Regions from separate parts of the Danio rerio genome. Here region 1 is linked to region 2. Evidence: chromatin contacts called from public Micro-C data. All regions are on one chromosome and are shown on one strand. Each heading gives the region's core, a stretch centred on a gene start, on an enhancer-like site or on the middle of the called end of the contact. The rest is flanking DNA. Distances are from core to core; before and after follow the strand shown.

Evidence for each region. Hi-C and Micro-C count contacts between places; a contact is called where the count stands out from the background.
Region 1: a Micro-C map of caudal fin shows a contact between it and region 2, with 19 times the contacts expected there. The contact joins the enhancer-like site here to the promoter of pdgfab in region 2. A contact is called at or near these places in 3 of 18 Hi-C or Micro-C datasets (caudal fin, hematopoietic stem cells and an unstated tissue) and 1 of 4 datasets of contacts at active chromatin or transcription factors (caudal fin).

The regions. Positions count from the first base shown.
Region 1 is chr3:11,619,033-11,621,732 of GRCz12tu, reverse strand. The region is part of intron 4 of prkar1b (protein kinase, cAMP-dependent, regulatory, type I, beta); the gene reads left to right. The region is part of intron 1 of LOC141381148; the gene reads left to right. Among named protein-coding and RNA genes, the nearest start is that of prkar1b, 35 kb to the left of the region's middle. Within about 2 kb of position 1,407, at least 5 of the 62 cell types and tissues checked have an H3K27ac peak or open chromatin away from gene starts, as enhancers often do.
Region 2 is chr3:11,476,710-11,479,427 of GRCz12tu, reverse strand. It overlaps pdgfab (platelet-derived growth factor alpha polypeptide b), which reads left to right and starts at 1,405. Exons shown (of 7, transcript NM_001076757.1): 1 at 1,405-1,961. The coding sequence starts at 1,899. All of the region lies in intron 2 of LOC141381148, which reads left to right.

The DNA of each region.
Region 1 (2,700 bases), core at 158-2,657, 140 kb before region 2:
TTAAAGTGACATTTAAAGGCTTAACTAGGTTAATTTGGTTAACTAGGCAGGTTAGGGTAATTAGGCAAGTTATTGTTTAATGATGGTTTGTTTTGTAGACTATCAAAATAAATATATATCCTAAAGGGGCTTAAAATGACCTTAAACTGGCGTTTAAAAATTAAAAACTGCTTTTATTCTAGCTGAAATAAAACAAATAGGACTTTATCTAGAAAAAAAACTATAATCAGACGTACTGTGAAAATGTCTATGCCCTCTTAAATATCATCTGGGAAATATTTAAAAAAAGAAAAAAAAATCAAAGGGGGCTAATAATTCTGACTTCAACTCAATATACAATATTCACTCTCTAAACAGTTGAAATGTATATTTATCATTAATTATTTAATTTATTTATTTATTACTTAAATATTTAATTAATTTATTGTAAGAATCATATTTTCTAAACATGCAGTAAGTTTATATATTTGTCTTAACTATTAATTCAGTAAAAACATATTACAATCATTATTAAAAACTAAATATACATTTTATTTTTTAGTTCTATTTTATTTTGATTTATTTTATTATTTTATATTACATTTTATTATATGTTATTACACTAAACATTATGTAGTAAAATTTTATAGTTATCACTAATTATTTGTAATTTAAAATAATAGCATATTTAAAAAATTGTGTTAAAAACTAAATATCCATTTTCTTTAGTATTAAAGTGGTAAAACATGTAGCAATAATTATAAAGCTATTTTATTTTGCGTAAAGGATCATATTTACTAAATATTAAGCATTACAGTTCGATATTAATTCCTAAAATTAATTACGTTTCCAGTGTTGTAAATGTTTTTTTTTTTTTTTTAAATCAAACTATTTCAAGCATTTATATTTATTTTGGTATTTATTTGGTAAGACATGATATTTATTTATTACTATTTTACTAATTCAAGTCATCAAATTTTATTTTAGCTATTTTTAAAAATACTTTTTTAGTAAAAACTGTAGCATCTCATATTTAGCTAATCCCAATGTGTATGTAGAGCATGCAGCTGGGGTAATCCACCAATTAAGCAGCGAGTAATGACCCTTTTGGCCTTCGACCTCTGACCTCTTACCCTTCAGCCTCTGGCCTTTGCTCTCATATCCCAGTGGTGATGGACAGTGAACATCTTTAGACACAACAAAGTGCGTCCGATTATTAATGAACTTGTTGATAAAGCTCCACTAAATCAGTCATCATTAAATCACCGCTGATCTTTTCTGCCACAGCATTTCTTATATTGGAGCAGGAATGGCGCTGATGGTGAAGCTTTCATTCAGAAGAGCTTTTTTAAAATAGCGCAGACTTGCTGATAGGCCACACACACAGCTCAGGTCTTTAACAGCAGGTTTATTTTCACCCAGTCTGTTTTAGGCAGGGGAAACTAGAAAGCTGCGGGTGACATAACACTTATTGCATACACCCAATTCACAGACTCCAGATACGTTTAGTGCGTTTTAAAATGCACAACTTTCTCGTTGTTTACTATGTCAAATTGTGGATATTTAAAGGGTTAGTTCTCACAAAAATTAATTTAATTATTTAATTACTCACCATCGTGTTGTTTTAATCTTGAATGAACACGAATGAAGATATTTTAGATGCAATCCTGGAGCTCTCTCCTCCTCCATAGACAGCAATGTTAATGAGACTCCAGATGCATTTAGTGCGTTTGCGTTTTAAAACGCACAACTTTTACTACGTTTACTATGTCTAATCGTGTTTTTTTTTAAAAGGTTAGTTCTTACAAAAATAAAAACTGTTATTAAATTCTCACCATCGTGTTGTTTTAATCTACTCAGACCTTCATTCATCTTCAGAACACAAAAGAAGATACTTTAGATGAAATCCTGGAGCTCTCCCATCCTTCGTAGACAGCAATGTTATCAATACAATTAGTGCGTTTGCGATTTAAAATACAAACGTTTTACTGTATATACTATGTCTAATTGTGGTTATTTAAAGGGTTGGTTCTCACAAAAATGAAAACTCTGTTATTAATTATTTACCGTCGTGTTGTTTTAATCCATCTTCAGAAAACAAACAAAGATACTTCAGATGAAATCCTAGAGCTCTCTCATCCTCTATAAACAGCAGTAGTATCGAGACGCCAGATATGTTTAGTGCGTTTGCCTTTTAAAATACACAACTTTTACTATGTTTACTATGTCTAGATGTGGTCCTTTAAAGTGTTAGTTCACACAAAAATGAAAACTCGTTAATTTGCACACAGACATTTGTTTATCTTCAGAAAACAAAAGAAGATATTTTTAAATGAAATCCTGGCCTTGTCTCATCCTAGATTGTTGCTAAGGTGTTTCTAAGTAGTTACTAAGGTGTTCTGATCACACTCGTTGCCACTCCTGTCAGCTTAGAACAGGAAACTGAGGCCCCGTTTACACTAATACGTTTTCGTTTTAAAACGCATAAGTTTTGCTACGGTTACACCATCCGTCCACACTACGCTGGAGTTTTCGAGCGCCAAAAACGGAGCGTTTTCATTCTAAAACGCTGCTGCTCCGTCTCAATGTGGATGGGGAAAATCGGAGTCGGGGCTGCTGACATTCGCCTATCTGATTGGGGCTTTTCCTCAATATTAAGTAGAAAACATGAAGTAAGAAAACATGACTTAAGCAACTGCCTATTTTCATTTTGATATTAGC
Region 2 (2,718 bases), core at 156-2,655:
AATCAAGCTCTTACTAGGCTTTCTAGAAACATCTTGCAGGTGTGTTGAAGCAAGTTGAAGTTAAAATCTGGAGGAGACTGGCCCTCCAGGACCGAGTTCGGACACCCCTGCTGTACACTGTTCTCTTACCATCTCCTTCATCCCTACATTAAAGTCTAGCTCAAAAGGTCCATGCTGATGAAAAGAATTGTAAAAGAGGGTCAAGATAGTCCACACACACACTTACGTGGCCAACCTATAAATTTGTAACATCTGGGCCAAATACTATTGATATATATGCCAAGTCTTGTGTGCCACCTTACAGACATTGCTACCTCTGCCAAAACTGAACCATGTTTGGCCCACATGCTGAATGCCAGTGCCGGTGTTCTGACAACCTGTGCTACCTCCTCAGAATGTGCTACTGGTAGCTCAATCTGTCATAGTTCATCTAAAAAAAGGGTGTAAAAACAGGGTATAGCGCATTTTTTCAGCTTCAAATGTCAATCGGAATGAATGACCACTCTAATAAACAAATTAAATATAAAAATAATGAAACAAAAAATAAGGTTGTAGTTCACTTTGATAGACATTTGAAGCTGCTACGCCTTTTTCTAAATTGTCCAGTAGTTAATTTCGATAGACATTTGAAGATGACTATGTGCTACCCCTGTTTTTACATCTTTATTTAATGTGGTAGTTCATCCTGATAGACATTAAAAGCTGAACGGATGTGCTAACCCTGTTTTGGTAGATGAAACATGACAGATTGAGCTACCGGTAGCACATTCTGAGGAGGTAGCACAGATCGTCAGAACACTGGATGGACGAATGCCTGCTGTGCCAGCTTTATGCCAAATCTGGGCCAGAATTTTTGCTCTAGCTACCTGGGAAGGTGCGCTAGCAAAATAGATATTGCACATTTTGATTTCATGTGGACTTTAAATGCGCCCAATTAATTAAATTAATTCTTCATAATATATATACATGTACTATTTTTAACAAGTGTAACGTGTTTTAACAAATCAAAGAACAGTGCAATAAAATCAAATGTAAATCACTGCACTCTATTAGATAAGCTGCTGTAAATAAATTTCCTAACATGAGGTTTCTTCACATTTAGAGTGCAGAAATTGTTTGCTAGTCTACTTTTCCGTTGAAGACAGCGTAAAGAAAGCAATATGAAATAATTCGAGGCCATGTAGATTGGTGAAAGTTTGCATACTCTGGCATGATTACTAAGATGACCCGTTTCAGCTGTCACATTGTAAACTAGGCTCAGATGTAAGATCGGAGCGCCTCAATAAGGGGTTGAAGGGTTAAATCTGACATGCAGCTCCAGCCAACCGCCTCCTCGAGCGCTCATCGGTGATTACCGGAGCGCGAGGGGAGGCGCATATATTCCGCAGATCAGACGCGCATGAGACAGCATTCAGTGCACGAGCTCCTGACAACAAGACCAGCTCTGAGCTCTTCCCCTCCTTGCTTTATTCATGGATACTAACCTGCTAGGATTGTACTTTCACCGCATGACGAGCCACTTTTGGAAGAGCCGGTGCTGAGCTCCACATGAGGTGCATGGACTCACTTCTAAACTCTTCTGAAGTTTCCCAAAGAGTTTTATTCTTCATTAATTGGCATAGGCAATGCAAAAGGCTTTAACTATTCGGATTGTTGGACAGCCATGACGACCTTTTGCAACTTTTGAGATCTTTTTCTTCTTCTCCAGCATTTGGACCAACACCTGGAGCTCCAGCTCGGATTTTTTTTTTCCTCTTTAGACTTGAGCTGGTGCATCGGGTCATTTATAGAGAGATATCTTCAAGGTATGGTTCTGGACTCTCTGAGCTCAGGAGCGGATCCAAAGCTCCTACAGTCTTCATCTTTCTTGCTGGGTGGGAAATTGACATTGGAAGGAGATGAGAACCCTATTCTGCTGCTTTCTGCTCCTCACCTCGCACCTTCTGCTGGCAGCTGCTGAGGTAAAGAGCTCACAGAAATGAGAAAGAAGCACTTGTTACATCCAACATGTTCTGGATTGTCTTGTCACACCAAATCAGGTCGCCGAGTTTATATAATCAACCTCATATTTCATCATAAAGCTATAAATCGGTTCAGTTCCCTCAATGTGTACATTTATGAGGTGTATTCGCATTATGGTATATAATAAACGATCTTTGCATGCTATGATCCCAAGTGCATGTAAGATCCATAGTTTATGATATCAGTTCAGCTGTGTTTGCGTGTGAACATGTCATAAAAATATAGATATCTGAAATATTTTGCGACAGCATTTACATATTTATGCATTTATTAGGCTACCTGACGAAGTGGTCCGTTTCATTTTATATTTATTTATGCAGATAGATAGATAGATAGATAGATAGATAGATAGATAGATAGATAGATAGATAGATAGATTATGAAATGCCATTTTCCAAGCTTCACTCATGGTCACTTACTGGCCTCGTGTACAATATCTATTTCTACTAATGTCCCTGCTGTTTTTACTGTACAAAATCATGGGAAGGGGGTTGACTATTGAAGATCGCCCTCTTCTGTCAAAACTTCAAAATATCATAGAAACATACAAACAGAGGAGACTCTGATGTGATGTACTTGAGCTGTTTTCGTCAAATGGCACTGCGCATCATTTTAATGAGGAGTAGCCTAATTTAGATAAGTTATTTTGCTTATTGAAATCTGAGGAAAACCTTATTTTAGCTGCTTATGTACTTA